Regions from separate parts of the Zea mays genome. Here region 2 is linked to region 1. A link is a contact called in public Hi-C data. All regions are on one chromosome and are shown on one strand. The core of a region is the stretch at or near the end of the contact, and the rest is flanking DNA. Distances in the headings are between cores, read along the strand shown. Region 1 holds the start of LOC103637691 (NAC domain-containing protein 86). Region 2 holds the start of LOC100272361.

The links. A called contact is a pair of places that touch in the nucleus more often than the background predicts.
Region 2: a Hi-C map of ear shows a contact between it and region 1, with 4 times the contacts expected there. The contact joins the promoter of LOC100272361 here to the promoter of LOC103637691 in region 1. A contact is called at or near these places in 7 of 25 Hi-C or Micro-C datasets (bundle sheath, ear, endosperm and 2 more).

What each region holds. Positions count from the first base shown.
Region 1 is chr1:99,496,644-99,504,127 of Zm-B73-REFERENCE-NAM-5.0, reverse strand. It overlaps LOC103637691 (NAC domain-containing protein 86), which reads right to left and starts at 4,085. Exons shown (of 5, transcript XM_008660334.4): 1 at 3,388-4,085; 2 at 2,879-3,156; 3 at 2,384-2,762; 4 at 2,288-2,381; 5 at 1,138-2,198. The coding sequence starts at 3,544. The coding sequence ends at 2,012.
Region 2 is chr1:99,723,561-99,730,373 of Zm-B73-REFERENCE-NAM-5.0, reverse strand. LOC100272361 reads right to left here and starts at 2,187. Exons shown (of 22, transcript NM_001359605.1): 1 at 1,556-2,187; 2 at 629-859; 3 at 445-532; 4 at 1-30. The coding sequence starts at 1,987.

The DNA of each region.
Region 1 (7,484 bases), core at 2,836-5,335:
GAAAACGGTAGAGGTATTTTATCGACCGTTCCCGACTGTTTTCATCCCTAGTCCACCTGAAGCCCAACCTGCCACGTAAGTCACTACTGACTGGCCATGAATTCTTCGCTGAGACGATGGCCGTTGCTGACGTTGTATGAGTGTCCTCGAACACGATGTATGTAGAGGAGTAGCGCATCCGGTGGTGCAACGGTCAGGGGTACTACCTTGCTGATGAGCCCGGGGAGCACTTCGTTTTACAGCCCAGCCAAGAGTCATCAGTACTCGGTATGTCGCGCGCGTTCGACGACTACTATATCGAGGACTATGACGACATCTTGGCGCCAGAGGTGACGCAGAGGAGGAACGACAACAATGACCAGTTCGTCATCCTCGCCACCGTTGGGGTAGCTTTTGTGTCGGCTTGTCTTTAATTCTCTTCGCAAACACACACTTGCTTTTTTGTTTAAGCAAAAGCGTATGGTGGTACGTGTCTGATGACTAACGATGTATGAGGGAATTTGTTTCGGTATGTGTGAAACGTGCTCTCCAATGATGAGACCATGCAAATCGTGACATATATCGAAGTCTGCATGATACTGATGGTTGCAATGTAGTGGTGAAACAGATAGATTATAAATAACAAAATTTATGTATGGGCAGAATCACAAATTGATTATGAAACATTTTCTTATAACAGTATAATACATATTTTGTATATAAGTTATCGTAGTATACTGGTATTATATATTCCTGTTGCAACGCACGGGCATTCAACTAGTATAATATAATTTAGAAGCTTAAATGATACAACTTCTTTGAGTTTTTTATGATTTAATTTTAGGAAAAAAATGTTTTATTTTTTTTCGAAAATATGTTTACAACTTCTTTTATAAAGTCTAATTGGCTTTCCTGAACTATCCTGAAAGCCTAATTTACCTCACGACGCGACGCTACGACGTGGTGTGTGCCATGTCAGTCAACACTATTAGGAAGGTAAATTGGACAGTTTCATCATCGTTTAAGGAGCACAGACATTTGGTTTTTGAACGGAAGGAGATAGGTCGGACATTCGGACTACCACAGTACAGTAGTTGACTGTTCTGGGGCACTTTTTCATATTTTCCCTAGAACAACGCATGCAAATACACATACATATATACAGCCAAGTTTTCACCAACTTTTACTAGACACCAGGCGTCGACAGAATATACTAGACACCAGGCCAAAGCAAGCAGAGACAGGGATTCCTCCGGCCGACTCTCCGCTGCTCCCAGCGCAAAACATTCGCAAGCTGGTGCGGTGCGGAGACTGAGAGAAAAAGGGAGCGCGCACCCGCGTTTGACATGAACATGATTATCACTTGCTGACGATGGCTGCTCGCCGCCCTCACCTCCTTTCGCCGTCAGATTCGTGGAACGACGGCGACCTGTTTCCCCCATGGCCCATGCTATATATTCTCCCGTCCCCTTTCTGTCCTGAATAATACTAGTAGCGCTTTCCTGGCTCTGAATTGCGTGCCGTCGTCCAGGTTCCTGGGGAATGTTCGTGTCCACCGTTTCGTTTCCCTGAGGTGAATGGTCACGTAACTGGTCTGCTAGCTGCTTGGTTCGTCCTTGGCTGCTAAGCCATCCCTTGCTTTCCGCGCGCCATCTTCTCATCTCATGAAGCTATTTCAGCTGGCTGCCACCACACCACCTTCAACGTTATACTGTGCCTACTTCCCTACCTTGCTTGGAGTAGCTTCTTCTTCTTCTGCTGCTGATGATGATGAACAGAAACCCCAATCGTGATCGCAGCACTGCACGCAACATGTAATTGCCGGGGTACAATACAATAATGGCATTGAATTGAGAATGGTTAACAAGGGGCTACAAAGCAGTGCAATATTTTGCGTTGTCGTACACATCACAGTACAGTACTGGTCAAGCACGCAAGTAGTAGTAGTACTAAGTAGTATTAGAAAGTGACACGGCCGTACACAGCACACCGACCGAGTGCTACAGAGAAGACTGTAATAAAAAAGACGCCATCACCCTCTGTAGCAATAGTTCCCAATATGTGCTGTGCTGTGCTCTGTTCTGTTATTAAAAGGATTCAGAAGACGATCCTGTTGTCCTCCGAGAAGAAGAAGGCGGCCAGGTCGTCGATGCCGTCGCTCGCCTGCCGGCACAGCATGGTCGTCGGGCTCGCGGCCGCCGCGTTCCACGTGTCGACACCTGCACACGTTCAGACAGCAGGCCGCCGTCACTCACATGGATGGATCATGGATGCCTGCATAGGAGGGAGGAGTCAGGAGTGTACCTACCTACGCTCGGGAACGTGCCTGTGCAGGGGAACAAGGCGTCCCATTTCAGCTCCTGCTCCGACTCCGAGACGCCGCCCATGTCTCCGCCGAACCAGTCCGCCGCCGCGGCGGGGAGGCCTTCGCTGACGAAAAACGTGTCGTCCTCGTGGGGAGACGGCAGGAGCAGGGGCGGCGGAGGCAGCGCGAGGGAGGGAAGGGCCGCGCTCGCGTCGTGCGCCAGCTGGAACGCGTTGCCGGGTTCAGGAGCCATGGCGCACGTTACAGCTCCCGCCGCGTCCAGCGTGGGACGAGTGGGGCTGGAGTTGGCGGGCGTGAACGGCGACGGCGACGACGACGCGCTTAGCTGCTCGCCGCTGGAGACCTCGCTCATCATGTGCCCTCTCGCGCTGCCGGCCGCTTTGGCCCTGCTCGCAGGCGGCGGCAGCAGCAGCCCGGCCTCGTGCCGCTTGATCACGCGGCACAGCGCGTAGGCGCCCTGCACACACGTACGTACGTGAGCAGCCGGCGGTCAGTTTAGCTAATTAGCTGAGCGATGAGCAGAAGAGAAGAGAATAGAATGATGGGACGAGTTGAAGGGGACGCAGCGCGTACGATGAAGTTGCACGCGCCGTGGACGAGGTCCTGGCAGAGGCGGTACTCGTGCATGACCCAGTCGGTGCGCTCGCCGCCTGGCGCGCGGCCGCGGTAGAAGACGAGCGTCTTGCGGAGGCCGTAGACGCCGCCGTCGCACGCCACGCGCCGGTCCTTGCCCGTCGCCTTCCAGTAGCCCGTCGCCGTGGCGCGGTTGGTGCGCGACCCGTTGGGGTACTTGCGATCGCGGGGGCAGAAGAAGAACCACTCCAGGTCGCGCTTCGGCAGGAACGACTTGTCTGCAACAATTAATTAACCAGTTACGTACGGAAATAATACAGTGATTCTCTGTTCTGAGCACCATGTTTCTTTTTTGTTGTTGTTGTTGAAAAGCCTATATATGCTGTTATCTGCGACCGGCCTAGCCTAGCTAGCTAGGGAGAAAAAGGGGAGAGAGCGAGATGCCCGGGCCGGGAGAGAAGAACGACAGGATATATAGGGTATACAGCTAGTAGCAAGTACACACACACCTGGTAGTTCCCATGGCTCGGACTTGTAGAGGTCGACGACGGGGATGACCTCGAGCTCGATCTTGAGGTTGTCCACCTTCCTCTTGAGGTAGTAGCTCACCAGCTCGTCGTCGGTGGGGTGGAAGCGGAACCCGGGCGGCAGGGTCATGGTGCCCATGGCCGGCAGCGGCAGGGGGAAGCAAATAAATGCTGCCGATCCAACACTACTACTACACTAGTAACCGAGAGATCGAATGTAAATGTCAACTCTGCCAAGCAAATATTTCAGGCAGCAGATGCGTATGTGTAGGCTGTGTGCTAGCTAGAGCGGCGGTTAGTAGATAGATCAGTGCGCGGCTGGCAATGGAAGAGGAGGAGGTTGAGGAGGGGATATCTGTTGAAGACGTGGAAGATCCAGAAATAGAAGCTCTTCCTAAGCAGCGCGCGGGGGATGACTATGACGACGACGAAGAAGAAGCCGATGGAGTCCAAGACCATTATCAGAGGGTCAGAGCCGCCTATAGCTAGCTAGATTAGTAAGTTACCAGCCAGCCAGCCAGCAAGATTATTAAGGTCTGGCGGGCCTCAAGAACAAACAATTGTTGAGGTCCAGCCGTCGAGGGAGAGAGGCTGCTTCAATAAGTTGCCTTGCCGATCAGGAACGGAGAGAGAGAGAGCAGCGGCAGGAGGGAGGAGGAGGAGAGGGTGTGAGAAGCCGCGGGGCGATGCCGTTTATATAGACACGGACGCGGACAGGGGAAACGGACACGGAAACTACAAACTACTAGTCTAAACTGGGAACTAGGGAAAGCGAGGGCGAGGTCGGCGGTCGTCCGCGCGAAGCAATTCCAAAGCCTACCTCTCGCGCCACCACCACCAGTCCACCACCACCCAGCCGCCGCGTGAAACCTTGTCACTGGACACACACACACGCAGCTCGCCAAAACCGCTGGCCGCCTTGCGATGACTGGCTGCTAACCAAAAGAGCGCGCAACGCGTGTCAAGCCCCTCTCGTGTGGTACGGTGCGTGCGTGCGCTCAGCTCAGTCCATTCGTCAGTGGGTACAGGTACATGCTAGCCACATGGTCGTCCGTGTTTCGTTCAGGTAGTCGTGCTTGCGAATCGACAGCTAGCTAAGGAGGGCTGGAGGAGCCCACACAAAGCAAAGCAAAGCAAAGCATGCGTGTTGTCTGTCCTGCACCTGCACCTGCACGTAGTTTCCATCTACGTACTGTGTCTGATCCTACTAATCTAGTAGAGGCGGCCGTTTATACCGTTCCGGGATCGGCTTCAGATCGGGGGCCCTTCTCCGCTTTTGCTGCGCGCGCGCGCGCGCTCTCCGGATTGTTGTGCCGCCTGGCCCAAAAGCGCGAATTTGTCTGTTCATATAAACTTTTTTGGTTTGTCCATATCATCCATGAGGTAGATGCTAGCTAGTAGTAGATCCGTGCTTAGCCCGTCGTTGCTGGATTTGGAGATGAGCCCGAGGATGGGATGAGTTTTCTTCACCGCCCAGTTTTTTTTAATTCTTATTACTCTCGCCTGTTTTCTCTTGGTTTTTACAGCTCATGTTCAGACAGGTGGCTGATCGACTTAACTTATTCCAGACGGGTCATGGCACGTTTTTGTATTTTAACTTATTTCCTTTTTATTTTAGCTTTTTTTTCAACAAAAAGAGTTACGTCTGCTGCCACGCCAGCCCACCTGTGCCTGCGGTGACCGGTGCTATAGGTCATGACGCCGATAAGTGTTATCTCGGCGCTATGATCTATGACGCTAAAAAAAATCATAAAACAACATTAAGTACTCTATAGGTCTAAACGTGAAAATTGTTCGGAAAAATAACTAAAATACAACAAAAAAATCTGGTCGCACCGTATCTTACTAACTACTCCCTCCAATCTTCAAATACTTGATGTTTAAGGGTTTTTTACTTTGAATGCAAAAAACTTGATGTTGAAGCATTTAGAGCTCATTTTGGACTAGTATATCCCTCAGACAGTTCGTTTTTCCATGCACAGTACGTACATGCATACATACATTAATTACCAGAAAAAGGCAAAAAGAGGAACCATGAGATTCACGCGAGCTGGCATTTCAATGCCTGCACCAACGCTGCAACCAACTAGGCAACCATCATTTTTAAGCAATCTAAATCTATTTATTAGGGATGTTGGATTAATGTGGACTTAACCCAAATTAATAGTTAATAATAGCCAATCCTAATAGTCTACTTTAATAAAATGGTGTACTAATAATTTAGTATTATATTGGAAGTTAAAGGGACAAATCAATCAACTTAAATATATGGACCATTGGTGTATCTATTAAGAAGTTAAAAAAAGGATGAAGTACTACAACACGCGTGCGGGCGCCGCCGTCGCCGTCGACCCGGCCGTGCCTGTGGTTCGTGGTAGATCGGACATTGGTCCGAATATTCCTTCCTAACTCTGAAAGGGAAATGTGCCCTTGAGCCATTTCTATAAATGTTTTGGTGATTAAATGTCCAACACATATTGTTTTGGTTGATATAAGCTAAGTGTCAAAGAAGATGAAAATAAAAAAGCAAGGTATGATTCTAACCTTAGTAAATTGTTTATGTTACTAACATTATTATACTAAGTGCTAGGAACCTTGTCAAAATAAGAGACATCGGATTGGAGAAGTTTGGCTAAGACCAGCTAGACTTGCACCAGAGTGAGGTGCACCGGACTGTTCGGTGTGGCACCGGAGAGGCTGGTGCCCCGGCAAATAAGCCGCTCTCGGGAAAAACTCAACGCGCCGCGACTATAATTCTTGTTTATGGTACTAACATTATTATACTAAGTGCTAGGAACCTTGTCAAAATAAGAGAAATCGGATTGGAGACGTTTGGCTAAGACCAGCTATACTTGCACCAAACTGAGGTGCACCGGACTGTTCGGTGTGGCACCGGAGAGGCTGCTGCCCCGGCAAATAAGCTGCTCTCGGGAAAAACTCAACGTGTCGCGACTATAATTCTTGTTTATGGTACTAACATTATTAAACTAAGTGCTAGGAACCTTGTCAAAATAAGAGAAATCAGATTGGAGAAGTTTGGCTAAGACCAGCTAGACTTGCACCAGACTGAGGTGCACCGGACTGTTCGGTGTGGCACCGGAGAGGCTGGTGCCCTGGCAAATAAGCCGCTCTCGGGAAAAACTCAACGCGCCGCGACTATAATTCTTGTTTACGGTACTAACATTATTATACTAAATGCTAGGAACCTTGTCAAAATAAGAGAAATCAGATTGGAGAAGTTTGGCTAAGACCAGCTAGACTTGCACCAAACTGAGGTGCACCGGACTGTTCGGTGTGGCACCGGAGAGGCTGGTGCCCCGGCAAATAAGCAGCTCTCGGGAAAAACTCAACGTGCCGCGACTATAATTCTTGTTTATGGTACTAACATTATTATACTAAGTGCTATGAACCTTGTCAAAATAAGAGAAATCGGATTGGAGAAGTTTGGCTAAGACCAGCTAGACTTGCACTAGACTGAGGTGCACCGGACTGTTCGGTGTGGCACCGGAGAGGCTGGTGCCCCGGCAAATAAGCCGCTCTCGGGAAAAACTCAATGCGCCGCGACTATAATTCTTGTTTATGGTACTAACATTATTATACTAAGTGCTAGGAACCTTGTCAAAATAAGAGAAATCGGATTGAAGAAGTTTGGCTAAGACCAGCTAGACTTGCACCAGACTGAGGTGCACCGGACTGTTCGGTGTGGCACCAGAGAGGCTGGTGCCCCGGCAAATAAGCCGCTCTCGGGAAAAACTCAACGCGCCGCGACTATAATTCTTGTTTATGGTACTAACATTATTATACTAAGTGCTAGGAACCTTGTCAAAATAAGAGAAATCGGATTGGAGAAGTTTGGCTAAGACCAGCTAGACTTGTACCAGACCGAGGTGCACCAGACTGTTCGGTGTGGCACCGGAGAGGCTGGTGCCCCGGCAAATAAGCCGCTCTCGGGAAAAACTCAACGAGCCGCGACTATAATTCATGTTTATGGTACTAACATTATTATACTAAGTGTTAGGAACCTTGTCAAAATAAGAGAAATCGGATTGGAGAAGTTTGGCTAAGAACAGCTAGACTTG
Region 2 (6,813 bases), core at 938-3,437, 230 kb before region 1:
GTGTTTCAGCAGCTCCAACTGCCTCCATAGCTGGGAAAGAAGTCCACATACAAGTAAAATCAGAGAAAACCATAGTGGGCTCACAGGTAACAAATAAACTATCACTGAGAGTTTTAAATCCTTTATTATATGAGACGAATGTAGGGTCGGCAGCATCAATAAATGTGTAACGAAAACATGAGACAAGTGCGAATTTTGTTGATCAATGTGGAGCTTGAAGGTGGCATTTTACCTAATTCTCACAGTTCATTTGTGTTTTGCAAGCTGCCAAGTTACAAAACATATGGATGGAAAGGCAAAACTAGAGGCATGATAATGCAGTGAGAACATCAAGTAGATATATAAAAGTATTGAGCAAGCATCTTCATCCTTATCAACATCTAAATAGATTCTCTAATAAAATAGAGTACATCTAAAGTTCACCATCACTAGAGATCTGTCTACCTCTTTTTGCTATGAAGTCATCCGCTTTCATTGATTGTGAGTTATCCACAGATAGTGATAATCCAATCTTTAATTTGGCAGTTTTCGTCTGAAAGATGACCAACAAAGGAAGTTACATAGAACTACAAAAAACATGTATCACTGGAGTGGAACGACCAAAAAGAACAAGGTCAAAATTGTGTACCATATGCGATATAATTGCAGTGTTTGTAGTTCCTGAAGCAGCCATAAAAGCTTTTGACTTCCTACCATAAAGAGGGCATAGCACAAACCCTCCACCTTCAGAAGTCTTCCTCCCATAGCTATCCCCCAAGAGTACAATTGCCGGAGAATTCATATCTCTGAAGTCCAAGCACCAGCGTATATCACCAGAAGCCTCAAGGAGCTCAACACCCACAGGAGTGACCTTAAATTTCTACAGAATGTTCAGATACAAGAACCAAAGTATTAGACATCATGTGATGATAATACAACAGTATTTCTTTCAATACAGCATTATGTGAGTAATAAGTTATCAAAGATGGTCTCCGCAATCAGCTAGGTATCTAAATAATGACCATAGAACTGGTACACTACAATCATCTACCACATCCAGTCACTTATATATGACATTTCGAACAACAAACTAAAGTTAAAAGCAAGCCAGACTTGCTGTCTGAAACATCATATGGATCTGACTGGAGGGAGTAGTATTTCATAGCATGTCGTTATTTTGAGCACATTTTGTGGCACTATTTTTCATATAGTTAAAAAATCGCAAACAACTGAACAAGAATGAATGTGTGAATATGTGAATTATCTTCAATAGTTCTGCTTGAACTTGTAGCCTGGTGCTATGAGATCTGGTGAATTATCTTAAGGATGCAACAAGTTGAATCATGAAGTAGGGTAGTACTAGATGAGATTGGGCATGGAAGCATCAATTGATCAGAATAGAGTTGTACAGCACAATTGCTTACAGAAACTAAGCCTTTGTTTATTTCAAAAAAGAAAAGAAACACAGCCTTGTATTTCTATTTTTTTTTTTTTTGTTCACGGCAGCACAACACGGTAGATAGTAGCGGGATGTGAAGTTGATAGAAGCGGGTATTCAGGAAGGGGGTGTGCTTACGAAGGAGGACCATTCGTGGGTGCGTCGGCGGAGGTGGAGAACGGGGAAGTCGAAGGAGGCCTGGACCGGGCGGAGGCGGTGGAGTTCGGTGAGGATCCCCGGGCGGAGCGGCGACGAGAAGCGCATGGGCTTGAACTTGCTGCGGGCATCGGTGCGGACTGCGAGCGTGAACTCGTCGGTGGCGGTGAGAGCCTCAGCGTGGTCGAACTCGGAGCGGGCATCGTAGGAGTTGGTGAGGTTGAGCGTGGTGGGGTCGAGCGTGACGACGCCGGAAGAGGCGATGCAAAGGACCCGGCGGTACCTTCCCCTCCAAGAGTGCTTGACGACGAGGTACCGGGCGAGGTACTCGGGCTCCTCGGCGACGCCCGCGGGGGCAGCGGCGGATGCCGATGTGGCCGCCTCCGCTGCGGCGTGGCGGCTGGCAAAGTCCATGGCGGCTAGACTCGGGCCGGCATTAGGGTTCCGCCACCAGCGCAGGGAAGGGGAAGAGTGGCGCGAGTGAGTCGCCCCCAGCGCGGCGACCGATCTCGAAGCGTGACAAGATCCCCCTTTGCTGCTGCTGCCCAGCCGGTCGCCGGAGGACGGTGCTCGCCGGCGCACCAGCCGGATAATTGTTGAGATTTGTGTTGCGCGAGTTTTCCTGGTGCTTCGATTGAGATTGATCGGTCGACCGATCGGTTTGGTTGGCTCCTTTTCCGTTTTATTTTTCTGCCCGTTTTCCAAGCTGTTGCTTGCTTCCGATCTCACTTTTACCTTCTGTCTTCGTGGCTTCAGCCCCTACTACCACGTAGGGAGAGGGATCATTCAGGACAATTGGCTTCCGTGTTTGCCTAATTGGCTTCAGCGCGAGTGAGCTTGCGTTGTTTTCTTCTCTTTTCCCCCCTTTTTTATCATTAAATAATGTCATGTTTTAAAGTAAAACGAACACAGTGGTATTAACCGCCGTATATATTCGAACAATACGCCAAGAAAATAATTTCTTGGACATTTCTTAAGCAAGATTTGACTTTAATGTATACTTCCCCTTTTTCTATTAGGTCCCGTTTTTTCTTTCATTTTGAGAAATTAAAATCTTACTAATGAAATAGGCTATTTTTTTAAACGTGATATTCCACCACTTTCCAAAATTATCATATAATTCTATCTCAAATTCATGGGGTGAGAGATGGAAATTGATTCTATAGATTTTCATGTCATTTTTCTAATGTACAACTTATAACACATTCTTATACTTGCTTCGCTATAATATAAATGTTCTATAATATAAATATAGTATATAATTATCTTTCTCATATGATTTAAGATAAATACAAATAAATTACATATATAAATATATGAACTTAATTAGTTTTGTCTAAATTATAATTATTAGAATGGAATTCAATTCCAACGAAACAAATAGGGCCTTAGTTGTATTCTAAGTTAAATATGTTTATCTTTTACTGTTAACTTTAAAAAGCTGTAGAGATTAATAATATGATATTTATGTTTTTAGATTTATTAAGAAAAACAGTTTCATAATATATATATGGTTTATATCTATGTTGTGAATTTTATTTTTAGATTTATTTTGTGAAAATACATGAACCTTTTAGACCATATTTAATCATTATCATCTTCAATCGTTCCCTAAATGATACTCCCTCGCATACAAGGCAGTATCTAATCATTCCCTATTCAACTCCCTATATACATTATAACTCAGTTATTTAAAAAAATCATCAATTTTTGAAATTTTAAAAATCATAGAGCATTTATACTATCATAATACAAATTGTTATTATGTTACAAAGCTTAAACAAGAATAGAATCGCAAAGGAAAGACCTAGTTAACATATTGAGAGAGCCATTGGAGGGCAAATCCCCCCAAATGGCATGGGATGTGGGGCGGGGCAGAGGTGGGGATAGACGTTGGAGGTGGCTTGAAGATTGGTAGCCAAAGTTATGATTGTTTGACTTAGACGTCCAAAACGAAACTCTTTTGTGTCAATTGTTCTTTTTAGGAAGTTAACTGTTGCACTTTATTAATTTAAGAAAATACTTACATTGTTTACTAGATAATGTAAAATAAAGTTAGGGAGTTCATCGATCTAAATATAATCTTTTCTTTCTTGGAAAGCTAGCCAAGCTAACATATAAACCACCTGATTAGCATCCTATTACAATGCTCAATTAAGACACAATCAAAACCATGCCACGTACTCTGCTCGGTTCAGGACTCCTTTGGACATATAGCACCACAAGTGTCTAGTATGTGCCAAAGAGAGGCACCAAATAGGACATGTGTCGTATCTCAGGGATAGCGACAACATTGATATCGAAAGTGTCCAATGTAGCGAGTTGGGGTACACCAAATTGCAATGTGTACATTGGACCAGAAGCTAAAGCGTTCACCGGACAAGTGCTCTGGTTCATTCTACTAGGGAGGTTGTAGCTCATGCTATAGAGAACAAACTACCATAAGGCACTGGTGTATCTAGAGTACAATGGACGTCGCGCCATGATCTGATTGTAATGGCTAGCTATTGTCGATGTCTGATGAGCAACAATCTTACTATGAGGTCACTCAAGGTAAGATTTGGTGGGTGTCGACGAAAAACAAAATTCAATGGTTAACATGAAACGACAATTTAGACAGATTTAGACCACTAAATAGTGTAATATCATATGTCTTGTGTGTTGGATAGTCTTTCGTTGAATTATTGTTTATGTTATATTAAATAGGTGTACCTCTACCTAGGGTAGACACACGGTTATAGTCCTAGTCAACTAAGACAGAAGAGTTCTAATACTATTATAAAGATTGTCCTTCCTTTAGTCGACTAGGTCGATTTTCTCACTGGAAGCCACGTCGGCTTGTCCCATGCCTTTCTAGTAGTCCATGGTTGACTCATCTTCTTGCAGGCTAGTCGGCCCTATGGAAAACCATGATCTTAGTTTTCCAAGCCTCTGATATCTTTATGGTTGAACTTTAAAATCTTCTTGCAAGCAACATCTGAGTATTGTTTTGATAGAAGTCATAAAGTGCTTTTCAAACTTTTTTCAAATGGTGTGCCCTTTCTTATAAAGCACATCCATTAGGTGTAGCCCCAAGCCTCGTGTTGTTTAACATAAAGAGTTTGAGGGCCTTTCATGTAATCTTTTGACTTTAATAGATCCTTATTCAAAAAATTGAATGCATCCACCAAGGACATATGTCTCGCACCCCTTGAGCCTAAAACCAAGTAATTGATATACGAAAACAACTCTTAGGGTATTAGACATCCTCAGGGGGGTCATAAAGAGTAATTGTCCAAGACAAAAATGAGAGATCACTTGTATATGAGTGGTTTGGCACCTTTGAATTACACACGAACACGGGTGAAAACTTTATCATATCCGTTGCAACGATGGTTGCCCCTAAGCGAGATTTTCTGGCCCACTAGTGGGGCTTAATTCTAAAACCTACTCGTGTGTCCTTGAATATAATTATACCTGAGATGCCAAAGCCCCTAGGCTTAGCTAGAATAAATGAAATGATTGATGTATTACCTTGGCGAAGTACTAAACATTAATGTAACTAATACCCGCTTAGTTTCTTTCCACCCTTTCAGAGAGACTGTCCTGTTTGGATGGCCAGGATGCATGCATTGGAAGGACAACAACTGCTTGAGGACGACCCCACAGTCGTGTACCTCACTGAATACCTGCTTACCCTGGATGCACAGTATGATCTCTCGGCTCGGCACCACCGTCAGATGATTGCCCGAGCAGAAGATGTAGAGAAGCGCAAGCGTCAGCTCCATGTGGATCTCACCACAACTCAGGCTCATGTAGCTGCCTTGGAAAGTTGTGAAGCCGTTGTTGTTGAAGCCCTAAAGCAAGCCAAGTACGAGCACATCCAGAAGTTGATGTAGGCCTACTTGGTAACCCACAACCAACGTATAGCTCTACGAATCCAAGAACCCGCTTCATCCAACCCAGTCCAACCCATGAGAGCTGAAGATCCCCAGATTCTTGAAGGCCACCCGGTCTCTATCAAAGCAGAAAAGAAGGCTTGGGAACTCCCGGAAGGAACCACGGTCTTAGAAGGAATGTCAGTCTCCCCTCGGGCTATAGATAAGCAAGTGAAAGGGAAAAGGGGTTAAAACATTTCCTATACTCGATTTTGGTGTTTGACGTCCATCACAAACCACGTGGACTAACTAAGTTTGTCTAGATGTCATGTATCTCAGGTGCATAAGGTTCAACATAAACCAAGAAAGAAATTAAGTTGGGGACTCAAAAAGTATGGAGCAAAGACATGAAATGGTGTTGCCTGTGGCGCACCGGACAGTGTCCGATGCCCCAGGCAGAGCACCCAGCAAACTGCTCACTCTCGGGTTTTTCCATGGGACGCTCCACTATGATTTACCGGACTGTCCGGTGTGCATCAGACATGTCCGGTGAGCCAAAGGAGCAACGGTAACCTGGCGCTCAACGGTCGACTGCGTGTATAGTAAAAGCACACAGTACAGAAGTCAGATGTTAGGCTGCGAAGTCAGAATGCACCAGATATGTCCGGTGTGCCACCAGACTATCCGGTGCAGCTACAGGACAAAGGACTCCAATGGTCACCCACTATAAACCCCAATGGTGTGCTGACGTGGAACGCACCGGACAGTGAACAGTGCCATGTTCGGTGCTCCATCGCCAGCAACGGCTAGAATAGTGGTTGGGGGCTATAAATACCCCCCAACCACCTCCATTCAAGTCATCCAAGTTTTCTGAACTTCACATTCATTGCAAGAGCAAAAGACTATACTCCAAGACACATTCAATATAGCAAATGCTCTCCAAGCCTCCAAATCAACTCAATTCCTTAATGACTTGGGAGAGGGTGTTTTGTGTTCTTTTGTTGCTCTTGTTGCTTGGATTGTTTTCTCCTTCTCATTCTTAATTCTCTAAGTGCTTTGTAAAGCTAGCAAGAGAAACCTAAGTGTGTGGTGATCCTTGCGATGTCTTATTGACCCAAGTGATTAAGGAGAAGCCTCGACCGGTCTGTGTGACCGATTGAGAGAGGGAAAGGGTTGGAATAGACCCGGCCTTTGTGGCCTCCTCAACGGGGACTAGGTTCTCTAGAAACAAACCTCGGTAAACAAATCACCATGTTCATTTGTGTGATCTTCACTTGATTTGTTTTCCCCTCTTTCCTCTCTCTAAAAGTTCCCTTGCTAATATTAAATTGAGTTTGCTCCCAAAGTTATCCGCATCAATTTGAGCAACTCATAGTAATAGAA